Regions from separate parts of the Mus musculus genome. Here regions 2, 3, 4, 5 and 6 are each linked to region 1. The links are chromatin contacts, called in public HiChIP or PLAC-seq maps. All regions are on one chromosome and are shown on one strand. The core of a region is the stretch at or near the end of the contact, and the rest is flanking DNA. Distances in the headings are between cores, read along the strand shown.

The links. HiChIP or PLAC-seq counts read pairs in DNA pulled down with a chosen protein or histone mark.
Region 2: a contact with region 1 is called in an H3K4me3 HiChIP or PLAC-seq map of embryonic stem cells, with 11 read pairs. The contact joins the promoter of Zfp850 here to the promoter of Zfp607b in region 1. A contact is called at or near these places in 3 of 39 promoter capture datasets (cranial neural crest, embryonic stem cells and maxillary cranial neural crest), 6 of 484 Hi-C or Micro-C datasets (the G1E-ER4 cell line, cerebral cortex and embryonic stem cells), 12 of 115 datasets of contacts at active chromatin or transcription factors (embryonic stem cells, large pre-B cells, memory CD8 T cells and 1 more) and 3 of 9 other capture datasets (adipose tissue, liver and macrophages).
Region 3: an H3K27ac HiChIP or PLAC-seq map of embryonic stem cells shows a contact between it and region 1, with 6 times the contacts expected there. The contact joins the promoter of 9530053A07Rik here to the promoter of Zfp607b in region 1. A contact is called at or near these places in 1 of 39 promoter capture datasets (the C10 cell line) and 2 of 115 datasets of contacts at active chromatin or transcription factors (bone marrow-derived macrophages and embryonic stem cells).
Region 4: an H3K27ac HiChIP or PLAC-seq map of embryonic stem cells shows a contact between it and region 1, with 5 read pairs. The contact joins the enhancer-like site here to the promoter of Zfp607b in region 1. A contact is called at or near these places in 6 of 39 promoter capture datasets (the C10 cell line, the HPC-7 cell line, cranial neural crest and 3 more), 11 of 115 datasets of contacts at active chromatin or transcription factors (bone marrow-derived macrophages, craniofacial prominence, embryonic basal ganglia and 7 more) and 1 of 9 other capture datasets (liver).
Region 5: a contact with region 1 is called in an H3K27ac HiChIP or PLAC-seq map of embryonic stem cells, with 9 read pairs. The contact joins the enhancer-like site here to the promoter of Zfp607b in region 1. A contact is called at or near these places in 1 of 15 datasets of contacts at CTCF or cohesin (pro-B cells), 4 of 484 Hi-C or Micro-C datasets (cerebellar granule neurons, cerebellum, cortical neurons and 1 more), 19 of 115 datasets of contacts at active chromatin or transcription factors (acute myeloid leukemia, astrocytes, bone marrow-derived macrophages and 12 more) and 1 of 9 other capture datasets (liver).
Region 6: a FOXA1 HiChIP or PLAC-seq map of pancreatic cancer cells shows a contact between it and region 1. The contact joins the enhancer-like site here to the promoter of Zfp607b in region 1. A contact is called at or near these places in 10 of 39 promoter capture datasets (the C10 cell line, cranial neural crest, embryonic stem cells and 5 more), 1 of 15 datasets of contacts at CTCF or cohesin (pro-B cells), 13 of 484 Hi-C or Micro-C datasets (cerebellar granule neurons, cerebellum, cortical neurons and 3 more), 19 of 115 datasets of contacts at active chromatin or transcription factors (astrocytes, embryonic basal ganglia, embryonic forebrain and 10 more) and 1 of 9 other capture datasets (liver).

Annotation. Positions count from the first base shown.
Region 1 is chr7:27,688,000-27,691,662 of GRCm38.p6, reverse strand. Zfp607b (zinc finger protein 607B) reads right to left here and starts at 2,323. Exons shown (of 6, transcript NM_001112731.1): 1 at 2,177-2,323; 2 at 368-448.
Region 2 is chr7:28,012,340-28,015,706 of GRCm38.p6, reverse strand. Zfp850 (zinc finger protein 850) reads left to right here and starts at 1,592. Exons shown (of 6, transcript NM_001254951.1): 1 at 1,592-1,691; 2 at 3,257-3,367.
Region 3 is chr7:28,127,868-28,131,370 of GRCm38.p6, reverse strand. 9530053A07Rik (RIKEN cDNA 9530053A07 gene) reads right to left here and starts at 1,905. Exons shown (of 20, transcript NM_001164655.1): 1 at 1,889-1,905; 2 at 1,493-1,549. The coding sequence starts at 1,547. It also overlaps the pseudogene Gm21925.
Region 4 is chr7:27,383,154-27,386,816 of GRCm38.p6, reverse strand. All of the region lies in intron 20 of Sptbn4 (spectrin beta, non-erythrocytic 4), which reads left to right. Among named protein-coding and RNA genes, the nearest start is that of Shkbp1, 29 kb to the right of the region's middle. Within about 2 kb of position 1,851, at least 33 of the 459 cell types and tissues checked have an H3K27ac peak or open chromatin away from gene starts, as enhancers often do. A contact at or near this core is called in embryonic stem cells, where this site is marked.
Region 5 is chr7:27,309,142-27,312,446 of GRCm38.p6, reverse strand. It overlaps Ltbp4 (latent transforming growth factor beta binding protein 4), which reads left to right. Exons shown (of 30, transcript NM_001113549.1): 23 at 1,660-1,926; 24 at 2,195-2,266; 25 at 3,033-3,161. Among named protein-coding and RNA genes, the nearest start is that of Gm30543, 19 kb to the left of the region's middle. Within about 2 kb of position 1,831, at least 41 of the 459 cell types and tissues checked have an H3K27ac peak or open chromatin away from gene starts, as enhancers often do. A contact at or near this core is called in cerebellum, embryonic stem cells and epiblast stem cells, where this site is marked.
Region 6 is chr7:27,290,471-27,293,883 of GRCm38.p6, reverse strand. No RefSeq gene overlaps it. Among named protein-coding and RNA genes, the nearest start is that of Numbl, 33 kb to the right of the region's middle. Within about 2 kb of position 2,018, at least 57 of the 459 cell types and tissues checked have an H3K27ac peak or open chromatin away from gene starts, as enhancers often do. A contact at or near this core is called in pancreatic cancer cells, where this site is marked.

The DNA of each region.
Region 1 (3,663 bases), core at 1,074-3,573:
AAAAAAATTAAAATTTGAAATTAACACTCATAGCAAAAAATATACAGGGAAGCCTCCAGGACCGTGGACATATTGGGCATTACTCAAACTTCCTGGTTAAGGATCGGGCAAGCCGGAAATAGACATTTCCCCAAAGGGAACATCAGTATGGCCAGTCAGAGATGCAAGAAACTAATCATCAGAGAGAGAGAGAGAGAGAGAGATAAAGTTGCCATCAGAGGCCTCCTCACGCCTGTCAAGAGTGTCCATTATTGGGGAGGGGGGGGGGCTGCAGAAATGGCCCAGTGGTTTTAGATCACTTTATGCTCTTGCAGAAGACCTGTGTTCGATTCCCAAGATTCACATCCTGTCTCACCAAAGTCCCTACCTCCAGCTTCAGGGGAGTTGGCGCCCTCTTCAGGCCTCTCAAGGCACATGCATGGTGCGCACAGGTCTGGTGGGCACAACCCTCAAGAACAAAAGATAGAAATACATCTTGTTAAAATTAGTATCTAGTATCAGAAAGAAAATATAACGTGGAGCACATGGAGGAAAACTCACACTACTGGAAGGAATGTAAATTCATACAGTCACTGTAAACAGTGAACTCCCACCTGATCCATCCATCCATCCCACTATGGAGTGGAAACCAAAAAAAGGAAATAACATCAGCATCAGCAAGAGACATTTACACTCCCACCGCTCTTCCAGCATCATTTCCATAGCAGTGATACGCGACCTCACCAGCAGACGAATGGACCAAGCACATGGAGGATGGGGCTCACGCACAGTGAATCATTTACTACAAAATGGATGCACACATGCAATACGCTAAAGAGGAAGGCAAGCACGGGGGATGGTGATGGCTCAGGGGTTGAGAGCCACTATGGCTTTTCCAGAGGACCGAGTTCAGTCTCCTGACAGCTACAGTGCCTGGAACTCAAGCTGCAGGGAAGCCTATAGCTCTGGTTTCCAGAGGCACCTGTGGTCATGGACACATAACCCAACATACATAACTTTGAAGACAAATACTTCATCTTTAAACAAAAGACAGACCCCCATGGTCTCAGTCATGTAGAATCTGAAGCTGTTTTCTCCTAGGAACAGTAAGATGCCGGTTACTGGGGTTTGAGTGGCGGAGGCTGGATGTGCAGCATCGGGGTCGAGAGTGGGAGGTAGATCTATACCATAAGCGAGAGAGTTGGGAGATGTGTCATGAAACATGGTGACTGGGATTAATAGTTTGTAAAGTCTTAGAGAGTAGATGGCAAGTGTACTCGTGACAAAAATATAAGTTAGATGAAGTCCTTCAGTGCTATCACTTTCCCACTCCCGAAATCCTCACAAGCGAACAGACCATCTATCGACTGCATTCTTTTCCTGTCTTGTGATGCCATGGAAATAGAAATCAGATGTAGAACAGCAGCGTTTGAAAGCCCTAATGCTAACCTCTGTAGGTCCCTATGGAAAACAGCTTGGGAAAAAGATGGGATTGTCGACAGAAGACATCAAGGGTCACTGAAATGATAATGTGAATACTAGCTGGAACGGGAGGGGACACTAAGGACAATAGTGCAGTTGTAAATTTGCATGCTCCTGCTTCATTTCCTAACAATTCTATATTCTAAAACTAAAACCTCAGTTCTCAAACCGAAAAGAGCACTCACTCTTGAATCTTAGATGGGTAGCGATAATATTTTCATTATTCTCCAGCCTCCCTCTTGAATAATGGCCTAAGCAGGGAACCCGAGTATACATGAGATCGCAGACTACATTTGAGAGCATCCTCAGTGAGAACTTTCCTTCTCTTCCCTCGATATTCAGATTCGGCAGAGCTCTGAGACAGTCACGGAGCTCAACAAGTACCCTCCCTCCTAGACGACACCCCCGTCCTTAAATTATAGCCCTAAGCTCAAGTCTGAGCCTCGGGGAAAGCTTCCCTTCAGACCCCGCACCTGACCTCCCCTTACTGAAGCTTGGTCCTCTGCTTTAGTCCCTGTGTCCCTGAGAGAAAGCAGGAGCAGACAGCGACAAGCAAAGAGACACAGATTATGCAGAGAGCTCAAGGTGTGTATACAGTTAGACACTGACAGACACACACGCACATACACACACGTACACACACCACAGTTCCTACACGCCCACACATCAACACCCATTCGCCACACCCACACCCGCCTGCGGTCTCCCGCCTTACTCTGTGGAGGCCAACCAGTGACTTCTGATTCCCACCTGACCATCCGGGGTAGCTCCGCCTGCACACCAGAAGTTATCTACTTCCGACCCTATGCTGCCTGGGAAATGTAGTCCCCTTGTCCCAAACTACAAGAAATATAATGCTTCATAGTTCTGGGATATCCCAGCATGCAACCTGGGCCAGCCCATCTGGCAGCTGCGCCCTGTGCTTTGTGGGAGTTCCCAGGGATGGTGCCCTTCTCTCTCTCTCTCTCTCTCTCTCTCTCTCTCTCTCTCTCTCTCTCTCTCTCTCTCTCTCTCTCTCTCTCTCTCTCTCTCTCTCTGTGTGTGTGTGTACTTCCGGGTTCTGTGAGTAACTGGGTTTCACCCCTGTGGAGAAGACAGGTGAGCCTAAGTTTTAAACGCAGGCTAGGAAGTAAAATTGGATCGAGATGTAATTGAATACGCTTTGCCTGAGACCCACTGCAGGGTTCCACCTCGCTGTGCTCTGGTGGGACTTTGTCAGTGTTCTGGGTTTTTCTGAACGATCAAAGAAAGAGGGACACTGCAGAATGAATTTAGGCTTCCCAGAAGCAGAGGGATCCATTCTGGTGAGCTGAACTAAACGGCTAACAGCTTCGCAGGAGGGCTTTTGTGATTGTTACACAAAGGACCTTTTAGCAAGTCAATTCCCGCATACCCAAATCTCATATCAGATCTCAACGAACCATAAGGTAAGTAAACAGAATCATAAAAATTCCAAGTTAAAAAAAAAAGAAGAAGAATTCCAGGTTTGCCGGGAAGACAGCTTATGGGAGTCTGAACTTTTCTTCACAGCAACCAGAAGCCACAGTATACACCAGCTTCAAACACCTTGTTCCCAGCCCCCATTTGCCTAAGATGGCATATCAAATCTTCAGTATGCGCCTGTCCTGCTGAGGAAGTTGTTGAACATGTCCCGTTACACAGCGGCATTGTGGCTGTCCCTTAGTCTGCTCAGGACACCCGATGAAGAACCCTCTTTAGCGCTCAGATTTCACATCCTCGGTTGGACCAATAGGCCATCTACAGAGCCAGATCTATGGGGAAACCGTGCATCTGAAACCCACTATACAGACAGTGCTGTGGCCACAAAGGCACCGGCTGCTGCAGTCGGGAGCTCACGGAAGTCTCCATCCCACTAAGCCCACGGGAGCACCTGAGTTTGAGATGAACTGTGGTCAGAATGGTTTTGTGCCCCGTGGAAAGGTTATCCTTGGGGTTTTCAAATGGTCATTTCTCTGCCCTCACCTCTTGTTTCTATCTGAAAATGACATTGTAATACTTAGATTTTTTAAAAAAAACTCTCGTGTTTCAAGTTCTATAAACAAAATCTTACCATTTGTTCTCTGCCCTGACAATAAATGCAGATTGCCCAAAGGCTGGGCAGAGAGAAAACAGGGCAGCACGTCTCCCAGCCAGGGGGAGGAATGAGAGAGGGAGTTTCAGATCACCAGGAGGAGGAGAGGG
Region 2 (3,367 bases), core at 343-2,842, 320 kb before region 1:
AGGGGATTTCTCAACACATGCCTATGGTCACCTTTAAGGAATACCTTAAAATAGATGGAGTCTTTCATTTTTAAAAGTGCAGTACAAAATATATAAGGTATTGGCTTTCCCCTTCCCCCGAAAAAAAAAAAAAAAGCATAAAAAGGGAAGCTTTAAACAGAAGCATCTCCAGGTAACGGGCATTTCTGCCAGGAGTGTGTATACAAGAACACCCTCCCTTCAAGGCCCCCTGATTCCATTAAAGTTTAATTGTCTTGATTTTTATTCTGTCTGCATTCATAGCTGATGATGCTGTCTAAATCATCTATGCCCTGTTGCTTTTCTGGATTCCTTCTATCAGTTATTGAGACTGAAAACTTTTGTATGCAATGCTGGATTTGGCTGTTTCTCCTTATTTCTCTATTGGACGTTTCCCCTCATGTTTTGAAGGTGTGGTATTACACGCATACTGTTTATTTTAGTTTTTTAGACAGGTCTTCACTAAATAGTCCTTGGTGGCCTCATCTCATAGACATTCACTGGCTGTGTCTCCTCATTGCTGGGGTCACATGCATGTGCTACCACGCCCAGCCAAGGATATTTTCACTTGATGACTTGCTGTCTCTGTTATTGCTGTTAGTACTGGCGATGCTCTTTGCCCCCAGAACTGCCTCCATTTTAAAGTTGACTTAAGTCTTTTTTTTTTTTAATACTATTGTGAGGATGGTCACTTTGAATCGGCTAGAATATTTAACACATTTTCTGTAGTTAACACTTATCTGCAAATTAATGTGGCACCTATACTTTAGCATTTACATAATTTACAGTACATTTAATGCAATTAGTTTTATTACTAGGATTGTTTAGCCTTTTCACAATTTCTTTCTATCATGTTTGGAAAAAGTTCTTTGTATAACATGAGAAAAAACAAAAGTGGTTTCGAAAGTTCCATAGTGTCAAGTTACAATAAATGTGTCTATCCTATAAAAAAGAGGCCTATGTTTTGGGTTTGTGTTTTGTTTGTTTTTTAGTTTTTTGTTTTTTAGGACACTTAACGCGTGCTAGTCATTCATCCTCCAACAGGAGGTAAATGACTGCCTATTGAACACAGTTCTGGTGATACATACAGATGTAGTCGTCACTCAATTTTTTCTATCTAGTCAACAGGGACACCGAACCCTGGAAGGGTCCAGAATATCTGGCTCTTTGAAATCGTTAATATAAACTACCCAACTTTAGAAACCAACCAATTCTTTAGTTCGGTCTTTTCAAATTTACCATAGTCCCTAGCAGAGCACAGCGTAGTGGAATCCCACTGAGTGGGACTCAGGCAAAGCGTCCGTCCCGATCTGATCTACTTCCTATTCTAAATTTTAAAATTTCCGCTCGTCCGTCCACGCCACAGGAGGGAAAATCAGGTAGACACAGAACACCAAACTCCGTTTTGATCCCAGGAGGCAGCCTCCCCTCGAAGCATGGGGAGCCCCCTGCCCCCCCACCGTGGGAACTCCCACAAGCCACTGGGCCCAGTTCCCGGATGGGCCGGGCTAAGTTGCATGCTGGGACCTTTCGGAAACGCCGGGCTTCTTGAAGGCTCCACATAGCTCCGGACGCCGCCAAGGGTCTTTGGCATCCCGGTGCCACCAACACGGAAGGTCTGATCTTTCTGGTCCAAAGAAATTGCTGGTTGGCTTCGGTCTCCACAGAGTAAGGTGGGCTGGGTATCGGTGTGGGCGCTGGTGTAGGGTGAATGGAGATGTTGACGCGTACGGGCGTGTGTGAGCGTGTGTGAGCGTGTGTTTGTGTGGGTGGGTGGGCGCGCGCTCGCGCGCGTCTCTCTGTGTATACACACCTTGAGCTCTCTGCTCATCTGTGTCACTGTGCTTATCATTTTCTTTCAAGGCCACAGGGGTTGGAGCAGAGGGCTAAGCATCACTAAGGAGAAGTCAGGTGCGGAGTCTGAAGGGAAGCTTTCCCTGAGGTACACACGAGCTTGGGAGGTGCTTTTAAGGCCGGAAGTGCCTCCGAGGGTCGCTTAGGAGGGCTGCTCTGGGTTGAATACCCGAAGTTTCTCAGAGCTGTAGCCATGAGAGTGTTGAGGGACGTGAAGGAAAATGCTCGGTGAGGATGCTCTCGGATATAGTCTGAGATCTCGTGGAATTATCAGTAAATGAAGGAGGAACGTGAAAATTGATACCTTCACCTCTGGGGCCCATAACGTTGTCCCTTCCCTTTCCACTTCACCTTATCATTTCAATGAACCCCGCCTTTTCTTCTCTACAATCACCCTTTTCCTAAGATGTTCTAGGTAGAAACCTCCAGAGGTTATCGTTAGGTCTCTCAAACTCTGATTTTATAAATCGATTTCTATTTGGATGGCATCGCATATCAGATGCGATCCTTTGATCCTTACAGGCCTTGTTTTCAAAGCAGGCCAGGAATGTCGGGGATAGATGATGTGTTCACTGTGAGGATTATGGCAGTGGGAAAGTGATAGCACTGAATTTGGCATCTTTGAAAGCTAGTGATTTTCTGAGTGTGTGTGTGTGTGTGTGTGTGTGTGTGTGTGTGTGTGTGTAATGGGTAACGTTGGCCAGATCCAGATGAGCAATGCCATGATTGATCGTGGAGTGTGGATCTGTGGTATCGGGTTGGAATCTTGGTTCTGTCCCCTCAGGCTCTCCAGGCCTGTCAGGAACCGTAGGATGCCTGTGGTGAAGCCTGTTAGTGCAGTGCCGCCATATCCTAAGGGCCTGGTGTGCTTTAGTTGTTCTCTGTGAGGCCATCTTGGGTTCATTCCACTCAGTGTTCAGCAGGACAAGGGAGTGTGAGAAACAATGCGATTGCTGGTGGATGTTTAAGAAAGTGACTTAAAAAGAAAAGCTAGGCTTCGTGGTATACATTTAATCTCAGAGGCAGAAGCAGGAGGATCACTGTGAGTTCAGGGTCAGCTTGGTCCACATAGCAAGGTCTAGGCTAGCTGGGCCACACAGTGAGATGCTGTTTTAAAAACAAGGACAGGAAAATGAATGTGCTAATGCAGAACATATTTTTTTAAAACTTTTCAGATAAAAATGTTCATATTGTGCATAGCATAATATTTTGAAGTTTTTCTATACTTTGGGATGACTAAATCGGTCACACTTTTGTAGAGAATATGCTAGCGTCTACTCAAACCCATTAATTGTCACCGTTTTTACATGATATATCAGGTGAACTTTTGTTATGTAGGTGAGATTTTGTGATGTTTAATCAACATCTTCTGAACTCACTTAAGGACCTACGCCTCCCACTGTCAACCATGATGCTGCACATCCGGCCTCAGCCACTCAAACCCCAGTACCCAGCATCCTACTTGGTTCTATGAGAAAACAGCTTCAGATTCTAC
Region 3 (3,503 bases), core at 656-3,155, 440 kb before region 1:
CTGCGGCCTCCTACAGTGTGGACTATGCACTGTTGGCTCAAGAACACCCCTTGTACAGGCATGGAAACTGAGGTTTGCAGGCTCACAGAGAAAGCTCCTCTCCCAGGGTTTCTGCTTCCACAGTTCAACACAGCTTGGTCCAGAGCAATGTCAAGTAGTGAAGAAGGACCAGGAGCAACTGATGAAACATTAAACTGTTTATAGTTTGATATCCCACCAGGCTAGAAGTTGCCAGAGGATAGGAAATGAAAGATGGAGTCTTTAGCAAAATGGAGACAACTGTCGTAGAGGTGACCTTAGTAGAAGTCCTAGCTCAAGCGTCCACCACTGGGCCATTGGAGAGATTATGTTCAGTGCTCTGGCTACGGTGTCCTGTGATATGGGTCTGACAATCACAGTTTCTCCACAGACATTTGAGGGAGACATTGGCATATTTTAACAAGTTAAAGCATAGATTGCTTATAACTGAGCCTATATAATTAATTGCTGTTCCCAGGCTGTGAATTCTGCAGGAAGGCCGTGAGGAATTCTTCCCCACCAGTATTCCTGGGGTCTTCTGTGGCCTCCCGGGTCAACCCTGAAGAAAACGCAGTTGTGGGTCCAGCTACCTAGTTCCTCCCCGTTACAAACCCAGCCCCTGGGCCTTCCTGAGCACCAGTTGAAGTAATTCTCCCTATGCTTCCATGTCCTTCCTAACGTATGCAGCATCCACCTCCGAGCCTTCCTGGCTTTGGCTGCCCCAAAGCCTGAGCACCTTGTACAGGGCTCTTGAACTCAGACACTGCAGGGTCAGACGAGGGACAGAACGGTGTGAGACAGTCCAGGTGGTGACTGTAGATGCCAAAGCAGCATACTCACCTCGAGTAAGGTGCCACTGTTTTTGTTTTTGTTTTTTTTTTTTTTTTTTTTTTGCTGACTGCACTTATGGTTTAGTAACTAAGTATCCCTGGCTGATCTAGAACTCACTCTGTAGATTAGACTGGCCTCAAATGCACAGAGATCCACCTTCCTCTGCCTCCTGGATGCTGGGATAAAACAGCAGCTTGCACCACCATGCCTGGCTGTGGTGATTTATTTTTGATGCTACATTTTCTACTTTTCTGATGAAACTGGTTGGTTAGCCGACTCTTTACATGAAGTCTGAGACCCCACACCCCCTTTAAAGTCCTGTGAGAGCATACACTCTGACCGGATTCAGTTGCTGGTATGATTCCTGTTTTAATAGATCTTGGTGCAAGATGATGAAGGGAAGTTGAGGATCATGGAAGTTTAGACAGAATCACGTAACAATCGAAGCAGGTAGACTCTCAACACTCCAAACATGGAGTGGGGGCTCCCACCTCATTTCTTGCATGTTCTCACTTCCACTGCAGCCTGGGAGGGGCTGGGACAGGGTTTATGAAAGGTTTACAAATGAAAGATGCCGACCCAGGCAGGTCAGTTTCCCATGGTCCAAGGCCCCAGGACGTGGATGAGGTTCAATCTGACTTACCCCATAGGAGGGTTGCTCCAGCCCAGAGTGCCCAACAGCTCCACAGGGATCCCATATCTGCAGCAGGGAGAGATGGAGGCTCAGATAAGGCTGTCCTACTGTCCTGTTGGAGACTGTCATGGAGATCACAAAAGGGGGCAGACCCAGCATAGTGGGTACTTGGAGGCAAGGAAGGCTGGGGTAGGGACAGAAGTTGGGTGGATAGGACCAGGTGTGAGCAGGCTGTGGGGAGCTGTCCAGTGTAGCAGGGAGTGAGCTAGAGGTTTTGAATCCAGGGAAATGGGTGGGAGAACTGGATATTCAGATGCCTTGAGGGGAAAGATAGGAGGTCTAGAAAGAAAGGCAAGAGAGGACAGTATCCATCCTACTTCCGTAGAGAGCCCCATCTCTTCTCACCTGCAGGTCCCGGAGCTGCGGGAACAGGCTGGGGACTGAGCTATATAGTCCCGTTTCTTGTTCCCTCGGGCCACACCATTGGCCATCTTCCAGGCAGATGGTGCCAGCTTCCTGGAGGAGGCTGCTGATATCAGGCCAGAGGGAATAGTGAGTCCTGAAGTCTTGTGAAGGGCAAAGGATAAGTCTACAGCCTGTGTTCTGAGATGACTGTGAGATCAGATGGTGGCTGCACCCCAGGAGCTATGGAAAACTCTGGTCTTGAAAGAGTGCTGTCTTTAGAGGGACAGCTGGAGAGTAGTGTGCCAGTGGACTGGGTTCCCTGAGCAAGGTAATGGGGATCGGAGGGTGATGTAGCATTGGTTATGTTTGTTGGCTTCCTGGCCAGATTCCGATCTTTAGTCCTTACTTATAACAATATCTAAAGGTCCATATCCGGGTTCTGGCTCCTTACAGTCCCCATGGGCTGATCCCTGGTCCGAAGCCACCCACATCTTGTTTCTAAATACCAGTGAGTATAGTTTTCTAGGGATGTATAGTCTGAGGCCCTGGCTTTGAGTCTTGTGTAGGGCATGATGTTCCAATCTCAGAAAATTATTTGGTTTGGTATTTGAGATATCCCCTAACCCATCTCTCTCCATGAAGAAGGGACTGGCTAATCTTGGGGTGAATATATGCCTTCCTCTCACCTAATCGAGAATTTTCTTAAGATATGATATGGAACATCAGGGTGCAGAAAAAGTAGCAGAGGGAATTTGAGCTTTCTGGGATATAGTCAGTGACTCCCAAAAGGCCAGTACAAACCATGACATTATTGGTTGAATCTGAAATGTCTTCCCAGGCTATTGTATTTTAACATGTGGTTGTCAGTAACCAGTAACTTTGTGAAGTTGTGGAATAGGAGGTTTCGGACATAAGGCCTCATAAATAGAAGCAAGCTACTAGGGTCAAGCCTCGCAGGTTATACATGTCCCTGCTTCTGTCCTGCTCTGATTCTTGCTTGCTTGAGGTGACCAGCCACCCATGCTCCTGCTTTGGAGGGAGTCACTCCAGCCATGATGCCCCATGATAGACTGTACTCCCTCAAACCATGAGCCAAAAGAATTTCTTCTCTCATTACTTCTCTCAGGTGTTTTATCACAACAAAGATAAATGTTACAGATACAGAAAATTGGTCCAGAGAAGATCAGGTTTTAGTGTAATTAAACCTGACCATGTGGTTCTTGTGCTTGTGGAAGGATTTTGGGGGTGGTAGCTGAGCATATAGGGCTAATGTGATGGAAAAATTTGAAGTTGGCCAAAATGCCAATAGAAATGTGGACAATAGAGACTTGGGACAATAGAGACAATTGGGAATTGGGGTAAAGGCTATTTATGCTCCATTCTGGTAAAGACCCTTGCTACATGCTGCCCAAGAAAAATCGAGTTGAGGTTGAATCTCAAAGTAATGGAGTGATTTGGTAGAGGAATTATCACCGGCTGCTTCTAGCCAGGTATAAAAGGAGAGCAGACGGAGAAAGTGGGGCAGCGAAGTGGAGTACTGTGTAGTTTGGGAACCCAAGAGCATTTAAAACTACAGACAAGGTGAGTGATAACAGATGCAATTGTCCAAAATACC
Region 4 (3,663 bases), core at 602-3,101, 300 kb after region 1:
GGAGCTGTAGTTACAGGTTGCTTGGCCACCTGACATGTTGAGAGCACTGGGACTTGAACCCGGGTCCTCTAGAAGCGCAGTACACATGCTTAGCCACTGAACTATCTCTCCAGCCTGTGCTTTTTCTTCTTCTTCTTCTTCTTCTTCTTCTTCTTCTTCTTCTTCTTCTTCTTCTTCTTCTTCTTCTTCTTCTTCTTCTTCTTCCTCTTTTTCTTCTTCTTCTTCCTCTTTTTCTTCTTCTTCTTCTCCTTCTTTTTGACAGGGTCTCACCAGAGAGCCCTGGCTGGGCTGGAATTCACTCTGTAGACCAGGCTGGCTTCAAGCTCACAGAGATCCACTTGTCTTTGCCTCTCTAGTGTTGAGATTAAAAGTGTGGGTTACCATGCCTGACATAAAGACATTTTTTTTTAAATTTTTAATTTTTTTGGTTTTTGGAGACAGGGTTTCTCTGTATAGCCCTGGCTGTCCTGGAACTCACTCTGTAGACCAGGCTGGCCTCAAACTCATAAATCCGCCTGCCTCTGCCTCCTGAGTGCTGGGACTAAAGGCGTGCACTACCACGCCCAGCTAAAAACATTTTTAAATTAAAAAAAAAATTGGGGGGCCAGGGCCCAGCCTATGTGATATCTTTGGTTTTATCCTCAACATTGTAAAATCAAACAAACAAACAAATCAGAAGCGTGTCCAGGTGCAGAGGTGATGCGCCCCTGTAACTGCCGCACTTTGGGGGTGCAGAGGAGGAAGAGTGCGTGGTTGTCCTTGGCTACAGAGTGAGGTGGAAGCCAGCCACTGTGAGGCCCTGTCTCAAACAACAGAAATGGCTACAAAAGAGCCAGCAGTAATGGCACACATCCTAGCAAGAGAACGCCTACAAGTTTAAGACTAGCCTAGGCTACACGATACCCAGTTTCAAAAACAAAAATGAAAAGCGAGAGAATAAGCGTCCTGGGCTAGCCTCTCCAGCTTTACTTTAATTACATTATTTGGTGACAATTCATGACTTCATATGTTTCTGCTCAGATCCCATTTGGGGCATCTACTCCTCATGTGACTTTATAAGTGTATTTGGGGGTGGCATATGGCGCTAAACCTAGACACTCTGGGCTCTCTCGGTACCCGAGTGCTTCTGGTGACGATGCTTCCTCCCAGAAATGAGCTGTTTCCTGAATTCCAGCCAACGCCAGCATTGCCACACTTAGGTTCTGCAGTGGTGGGCCCAGGTGTGCGTTTGTGCACCTTCCCCTTAACTAACAAGCTGCCTCATGTCTTTGTTGGCCATGCCTGTTGTCATATGACTTGGTAAGGTGGTGGCACACACCTGCAATCCCAGCACTTAGGACATAAAGACAGGGGTCAGAAGGTCAAGACCATCCTTGGCTATGTAGGAAGTGGACCCCAGCCTGGGCTACATGAGACCCTATCTCAAACAACACCAAAACAAAACAAAATCAGAGACAGGCCAGGTGTAGTGGTGCACACCTTTAATCCCAGCACTCAGCAGGAAGAGGCAGTGGGTTCGAGGCTAGCCTGGTCTACAGAGAAAATTCCAGGACAGCTTGGGGATATACAGTAAGATCCCGTCTAAGAGAAAGGAAGGAAGTAAGGAAGGGAAGGGAAGGGAAGGGAAGGATGACAGATCAGAGAAAGGATCTGCAGTCTCTGGCTTCATCAGAGTTGTTTCTCCCTCCCCTAAGTTCCAGCCATCCCAGCAGACTATGGGATGGGAGCAGGAGTCCCATTTTGTCAAGTAAAGACTGAAAACAGGATAAAATACAGATAAAATAAAGAGAAAGGGCCAGAACAGAACTCCTGGGCTCCTTCCCCAGCAGGGGGCGCTCAAGACAGGCGTGGGCTCTGGCCTCCAGATGGAGCCCAGCTGGGCCTCATGAGAGGGTGGGAGGCACCTCCCAAGGTCCCACTGTTCCCTGGGGCCTGCCTGGGAGCTGAGCACAGGGTATCTGACAGAGGGAGGGACAGAACCACCATTCAAATTGGCATGCATATTGGGGAACCTCTCTCCTCTCCCTGTTGTGCCGTTCCTCTCTCCCCCCCAACATTGCTCTACTCCGTCTCTTTGAATTTTCCATCTCTGCCAGGCATGGTGGTTCACACCTGGAACCTTAGCACTTGGGAGGCTGAGAAAAGAGGAGTGTCAGGAGCTGGAGGCTAGCCTGGGCTACTTAGTGAGTTTCAGACCAGCCTGGGCTACTTGAGACCCGGTCTCAAAAACAAAACAAAAACAAACAAAACAACTCCATCCCTTGCTCTCCTTTGACCTCGACTTAGCCTTTGTGTCCCCTCCTCAGCCACTGCAGCAGCAGGCATGTCTCCTCCCAGATCCCCAGACCGGGCCATGGAACCCAGAGTCCTTTTTTAGAGCCTTTTGCCCAACCATCCTTTGAGATGGTTGAGAGACCAGATGGAGTGCTAGCCCTCAGGGGCCTCGCCAGCTGGTCTGGCTCAGCTATGTAGGCTCCTGCTGTCCTGCCACTGTTGGGGGACAAGCAGGGAGCGTGCAGTGTAGGCACTGCTGCTGCCTAGCCATGGCCCTAAGGGCCCCTCCGCACGCTCACTTCCTGTGCAGGGCTCTCTACCTGGGGAGACTCACCCCTCATCCCTTTGCTCACCCACTCTGATTCTGCCACTAACACAGCATGGCTGAAGGCAAGAGTCCTGGTGCTTGATTTAGACATCCAGGATTCAAATCTCCACTCTCCCACAGCATGACCAAGAGCCTGGGTCACATTGTCCAAATATGGAAAACGTGGTAAGCATCGGGCCTTTGGTCCTGTGCTGCTGACTTCAAATTCTGCCTCTTGCAGCTTTTACTCTGAGCTTCTGTTTCTGAAACTGGGAGCTGGGACGGGACACGGTGGATCCAAGTAGGAAGGAGATGAGCAGGGGCCCAGGTTATGGTGTCTGAGACAAACCCTGTCCCTCCTTCCTTCCATCGCTTCTGTTTTCTATCCTTTAAAAAGAATGATTTATCCATTTTCATTTTGCATTGGTCTCCTGCCTTCATGCATGTCTGTGTGAGGGTGTCAGATCCCCTGCAACTGGAGATATAGACCGTTGTGAGCTGCCATGTGGGTGCTAGGAATTGAACCTGGGTCCTCTGGAAGAGAGCTCTCCAGCCCCTTTTTTCCTTTCTTGATACAGCGACTCACTATGTAGCTCCAGATGGCCTGAAACTCAATATGCAGATCAAGTTGGCCTTGAACTCACAGAGACCCACAGTCTCCAGAGGCCTGGAATTAAAGGTGTGAGCTGGCATCATCCCATTCTCCTCCTGCTCCTCTGCCCCTCTTCTTTCTCCTCCTCCTCACCCTCTCTTCTTCCTCCAGTTGCTTTTGAGCTACCTGATGTGAGTGCTGGGAACTGAATTCCGGTCTTCTGTAATAGCAGTGAGTGCTCCTAACTAACTGCTGAGTCACTCCAGCCCTCTTCTAACTGCTGAGTCACTCCAGCCCTCTTCCTTTTTTTTTTTTTTTTTTTTTTTAACTTTAATGGCTTTGGGGAAAATGATATAACTTATATATACCATAAGATGCAGATTTCTATCACCCCACCCTTTTTTTCTTTTCTTTTTTAAAAACATTTTCTTTACTATTATATATGTATGTGCATGTAGTGTGTGTGCCACACATATGGAGGTCAGAGAAA
Region 5 (3,305 bases), core at 582-3,081, 380 kb after region 1:
GAATCCCCCAGTGAGGGGCTGGGGTGTAGCTCAGTGGTAGAGCCCCTGCCTAGAATCCCCCAGTGAGGGGCTGGAGTATGGCTCAGCAATAAAGATCTTCCTTGGATATACACGGCCCTGTAATCAATCCCTAGGAGTTAAAAAAAAAAATCTAATAAAGAGACAGAGATATCCCCAGCTATCCAGAGGAATCTGACTGACTGGGAAGATCGGAGACCAAAGAGAGCTGGAGGGGGAAAGGAGATACCCCGGCCATCCTGAGGAGAGGTTTGGGGGCGGGGGGGGGGTTCTGGAGGGGTCTGTGTCTGAACTAAGTAGGATGAACAGAAACAAGTAGCTAAATGTGTGAGTCGGGCGTTGTGTAGTGGTGACCGTCTGTCTATGTTTATCCTGCTTATGGCTTGAGGGTGGAGTCCACCTATGGGGAATACACGGTTGCAGGAGTGTGAGGCTATTGCTCACCGACTGGGGACCAGGAAGCAAGGATGGGAGAACTCAGTTGGTTTTTCCTTCTTCCCTTTTTATTCAGTTCCAAGTTCTATCCTAGGGGGGGCTGCCGTAGGTCTTCCTGGAAAAGCCCTCACAGACATACCTAGAAGGTGTGCCTCGCTAATGCTCTGGGTACTTGTTTTAGGAGGTTGGACTTCTCAGGGCACGGAGCACCATGGACCGGTTTCAATCCAGAAAGAGTTTGGAATCTCCCTGGGGATGCTGTGTGAAAGTGTTGAGTGAAAGTGTTGAAGCAGAGAGGACAAAGTTGGACCAAACCAGGGGTCTTGAGTGGGGAGGGGCAGTGTAACCTCAAGCTTTTACACACGTGCCCCTATTCCCAAAATAATGACTCTGAGACTTATTTATTTATGAATAAATGTCATAAGTGTTGACTCATTCCTGCCAGTTTGTAACTCAATTATCCTGTTCAAACTAGTCTAAGTCTGCCATAAGACTAGTTACCTCTCCTCGGTTTCACGTGTCTTTCTTCCTCAGAGACCGGGATATATCCTCCCGCCTCTGTCTCCTAGCGTTCCAATCTCTCTAAACTGGAACTCCCACCTTCTATTTCCTGCCTCTTGCTAATAGGCCATCAGCTTTTGATTGACAGGTGATGCTTCCACACAGTGCACAAGAGATTCTCTCTACAGGACAGTGGGTGGGAGAAACATCTAAGAGGTGGGCAAGCGACGAGGCTGCCTGCCTGGCGGGGGAGTGGTTTGATCTAGTCTGGGACAAGCTGGGTGTGAAGACCCAGAGGGTCACAGGGAAAGCACAGGAAATCACCTGTCCCCTCCTGTCCCATAGCTGAGGGGACACCAGGAAGTGGGAGAGTGTGAAGCAAAGGATACCAAAGTGATAGGAGAGGGCAAATAGCCAAAATGAAACTAGGCATGGTGGCTCACACCTGTAATCTCAGCACTTAGGGGGTGAGGCAAGGAGGATCTCTGAGTTTATGCCGTACTAGACTACTAAATGATATTGATTTTTAAAAATCAGTTTGAATCCTTGTGGTGGTGTACGCCTTTAATCCTAGCACTCGGGAGGCAGAGGCTAGGAGTTCAAGGTTTGCTTGGTCTACAGAGTGGGTTGCAGGACAGCCAGGGCTACATGCTACACAAGGAAACCCTCTCTCAAAAACAAATACCTTGCCTTTTGTTTCTTCAGGCACGTTCCCTGGCTCCCAGCCCCAAGCACCTGCCAGCCCCAGTCTTCCAGCCAGGCCACCAGCCCCTCCCCCACCTCGAAGACCCAGCCCTCCCAGGCAGGGTCCCGTGAGCAGTGGACGTCGCGAGTGCTACTTTGATACAGCCGCTCCAGATGCGTGTGACAATATCTTGGCCCGAAACGTGACGTGGCAGGAGTGCTGCTGTACTGTGGGAGAAGGCTGGGGCAGCGGCTGCCGCATCCAACAGTGCCCGGGCACCGAGACAGGTGGGCGTGGCCTGTGAGGGAGACAAGGGCTCAAGCTCTTGGTGTAGATATGGGGATTGGAAAGAGGATACGTTTAGACTAAGGATTGGGTTAGTGGTGCAGCCGGGACAAGAGTGAGCCATCAGCCACCAGGCGGGCATCAGTGGGCATGAAGCTGAGAAGTGGGTGCTGACAGGCCTGGGCTTTAGCACCTGGTAGGAGGCTACAGCCAGTGAACTCAGGCAGGGACTGGGGCTCGGGTTTCAGAGTTCTTTCCTTCTATGTACAGCTGAATACCAGTCATTGTGTCCTCACGGCCGGGGCTACCTGGTGCCCAGTGGAGACCTGAGTGCCCGGAGAGGTAAGGCCAGACTTCAACCCCACCTACCCTCAGTCCCTAGGCCAAGCTCTGTCTCACCCTGCCTCTGTTCCTTCTTGCTTGCTTGCTTTCTCATTTGTTAGCTTATTTTTGAGGAGTGTATCTCACTAGTAGTCCAGACCAGCCTCAAACTTGTAAGCCACTCAATTTCTTGCTCCTGTCTTTCTTTTTCTTCTTCCTTCCTTTTCCTTTTCCTTTTTTTTTTTTTTTTTTTTTTTTTTTTTTTTTTTTTGTTAATTTTCTTTTGGGTTTTCAAGACAGGATTTCCTTAGGTAGCCCTGGCTGTCCTGGAACTCACTCCATAGACCAGGCTGGCCTTGAACTCAGAGATCCACCTGCCTCTGGCTCCCTAGTGCTGAGATCCATGGTGTGTGCCAGTACCACCTGCTATACCTTTCTTTTCTCTCCTCATTTTTAATTTGTGTTTTTGGCTACAGAGTCAAGTAGCCCAGGCTTGCCAAGAATTAGCCAGGCAGCAGAAGCTAACCTTGAACTCCTGTTCCTCCTATTTCCACCTCTTGACTGCTGGGTTTTCATGCATGCTCCGACATACCTGGCTCCCTTTTCTGTCTCTCACTTTATTCTTAAGATCCCCTCCTCATCCTGCCTTCTGGTTCCAGTTTTCCGTGCCTCAACTTGCGGGTACCATTGCGCTCTTCCTCTCTTGTGACTGGCTATATCCCACACTACCTGTTTTCTTCAAATCAAACCCACCCCTGCCCTCACCTCCCTCCACCTTTTCCTGCAGATGTGGACGAATGCCAACTCTTCCAGGACCAGGTGTGCAAGAGCGGAGTGTGTGTGAACACGGCCCCAGGCTACTCTTGCTATTGCAGCAACGGGTTCTACTATCACGCACACAGGCTGGAGTGCGTTGGTATGAGCCCCACCTTCCCCACCCCCAATTCTGGCCAGGCCAGTCCCCCCTCCAACACCCCACCCCACCCCACCCCCGCCCCAAGTAGGAATGTAGCCAACCCAGCAGGAAGTCTAGACTCTATCCATCACAATGTGAGCTGAG
Region 6 (3,413 bases), core at 769-3,268, 400 kb after region 1:
CTGTGCTGTACACTGCAGGCGAGCTGGCCCTAGGGCTTCAGGTTGATGCTCTATCTCTGCCTCCTGTTTCACCTTAAGCATGCTGAGATCTCAGTCCGGGTATGGTAGCTCATGGCTCTAATCCCAGCTGGCTTAGAGATCTGCCTGCCTCTGCCTTATGCGTGCTGGATTAAAGATGTGTGCCGCCACCACCACGTAGCTTCTGTTTGGAAATTTTTATGATGTAAGTTTTAAAAATTGAAGATAGGGGGCTGGAGAGGTTGCTCAGTGGTTAGGAGCACTGTTCTTCCAGAGGACCTGGGTTCAATTCCCAGCACCAACGTAGAAACTCACAACTGTCTGTGACTCCAGTTCCATGGGGATCTGACACAGGCACTCATGCAGGCAGAATATCAATGGACAATAAAATAAGTTATAAAACAATTGAAAATAGGATCTGGAGAGAGCTCAAGTTTCTGTGGTGCAATGAGTTTGTGCTGCAGATGCTTCAGTGGACCATATTTATAATCCTGTGGTGTGGAGGTGGAGACCAATGGATCTCTGGGGTTGCTAGCCTAGTCTAAACGAAGAGTTCCAGGGCAGTGAGAGTACCTTGCCTCAAACAACATCAAATCAAGGTGGGGCCAGAGAGCTGGCTTAGCTGGCTAAGGTGCCTGCTTCCAAGTCTACTAATCTATCTGAGTTTGATTCCCCATGACAGAACAAGAGACGGAACCCCCTGCAAGGAACTCTGTGATCTCCACACATGCCCCATGATACACAATGCTCTCTTACCCCCCCACACACACACACACAGATGTTAAAAAGAAAAACAAGGGCTGGTGAGATGGCTCAGCATGTAAGAGCACCCGACTGCTCTTCCGAAGGTCCGGAGTTCAAATCCCAGCAACCACATGGTGGCTCACAACCATCCGTAATGAGATCTGACTCTCTCTTCTGGAGTGTCTGAAGACAGCTACAGTGTACTTACATATAATAAATAATAAATTAAAAAAAAAAGAAAAAGAAAAACAAGCAAGATGGTCAGTTCCTGAGGAATGACACCCAGCACCACCCTCTCCACATACATGTGTACATGCATGTACCTGCACATGCATACACCTACATATACATTTCCATGAACACATAGAAAAAGAAAAGAAGAACAAGAGAAAAGGAAGGGTTTGTAACTTGGTGGTGGTGCTCTTGCCTAGCGTCACAAACCTCAGGTTTAATCCTCGACACTGCCAGACAGTGAAATAAAGTGCGGAGTGATTATTGTTCAGAAAATTATAGAAAACTGTGGGGCGTGTCAGTGTATGCTTGAGGTCTCTTTACTTGGGGGACTGAAACAGGAGGGTCATAAGCTCAAGTCTAGCCTAGGCTACATATTAAATTGGGGCTAGCCTGGGTTACAAAAAGTGCTGTCTCAGAAAGAAGGGGGACGGGCAAGAAAAGACAGAAAGAAGAAAAGAAAGATGAAAGGCCTGCTGGCTCCCTGTCCCATGTCACTGCTGTCTTTGGTATTTTGAGCATTTTAGTATCTTTCAGTCTGTTCTTTTCTATGTGACCCTTGTATGCGCGTATATGTGTGTCTTTACATAACTACATGATCAAATTGTTTATACAGCCCTACATTTTCCCCCTTCTTAAAATGTAAGCTTTTCTCCGGCTAAAACGTCTCTGTGTAAACACAATCTCCAATGTTCTCTCTCTGTTTACTCAACAGGGCAGCGTTGCCAGACATTGAAGCCGTCCCCAATTTCCTCCCATTATAACTAACACCCCCATGCACATCCTGGTGTGTCCCAGAGGTGGGATTCCTGGGCCAAAGGGTGCGGATGCATTGGCAGAGGACGACCAAAAACTCGGCAGACTCTGTCTGACCCCAAGCTAAGGTGACCTCATACAGTTAAAGTGAGATTACACTTCTGTTTGTCATTTCCATGTTGGATTCATGACTCAGAGGCTAGAGAGAATGTCTCTTTCTTTTTTGGATGTACTCAGCTGGGAGAAGCAGAAATCCGTTCACACTGGCTCACGTCAAAGCAAGCTGCATGTGTCAGCAAGTAAAGCCAGAGCAAGCAGCCTCTGCTCTGTCAGGATGAGACACAGCCACAGTCTTTAATTTTAAATGATGTGTATAGGTCTGTGGGGGTATGTGGGTGCCTCGGTCTTCAGAAACCAGAAGGCATTGAATCCCCTGGAACTGGAGATATAAGAAATTAACTGTAAGTGAGGCTGGAGAGGTGGCTCAATGGTTAAGAGCACTGGTTGCTATTCCAGATGTCAATTCCCAGCACCCACATAGCCTGCCACTTTGAGATTCCAGAAGATCACCTAAAACACCCAGCCTTGTGAGGCTGAGCAGCCGCTAGACGCTTGGACTTCCTGTTCACAGCTAGCCATTGTTGGATTAGTTAGACTGCAACCTGTAAGTCATTCCAATACATTTCATACATTGTCTTAGTCAGGGTTTCTATTCCTGCACAAACATCATGACCAAGAAGCAAGTTGGGGAGGAAAGGGTTTATTCGTCTTACACTTCCATAGTGCTGTTCATCACCAAGGATGTCAGGACTGGAACTCAAGCAGGTCAGGAAGCAGGAGCTGATGCAGAGGCCATGGAGGGATGTTCCTTACTGGCTTGCTTCCCCTGGCTTGCTCAGTCTGCTCTCTTATAGAACCAAGACTACCAGCCCAGAGATGGTCCCACCCACAAGGGGCCTTTCCCCCTTGATCACTAATTGAGAAAATGCCTTACAGCTGGATCTCATGGAGGCATTTCCTCAACTGAAGCTCCTTTCTCTGTGATAACTCCAGCTGTGTCAAGTCGACACAAAACCAGCCAGTACATACATGTATGTGTATATGTATGGAGAGAGAGAGAGGGAGGGAGGGAGAGGGAGAGGGACAGGGAGAGGGAGAGGGAGAGGGAGAGGGAGAGGGAGAGGGAGAGGGACAGGGAGAGGGAGAGGGAGAGGGAGAGGGAGAGGGAGAGGGAGAGGGAGAGGGAGAGGGAGAGGGAGAGGGAGAGGGAGAGAGAGATTGATTATAGGTTCTATGACTCTAGAGAACCCTGACTAATAGATTTTGCCCCTCACTATCGGTTATAAGTGTAGTCTTATGGGATCTGGTGCCATCTTGTGGTGTACAGATAGACACACAGACAGGTGGTTGTCAGCCCCCGTGTGGGTGCTGAGAATCACACAAGAGCAACAGATACTCTTAAACCCCAGTCACCCCTCCAGCCCCTCTAGACCTTTATTTTATGACTAGATCTCACTCTGTAGTACTTCAATATACAGAAGCTCAAACTGGCCCCAAACTCACAGAAATTCTCCTGCTTTAGCCTCTCCTGTACTGAATTTACAAACCTGAGTTGCCATATCTGGCTATTAGGGATAAAGTTTAATATCCTCTCCATATAGCTG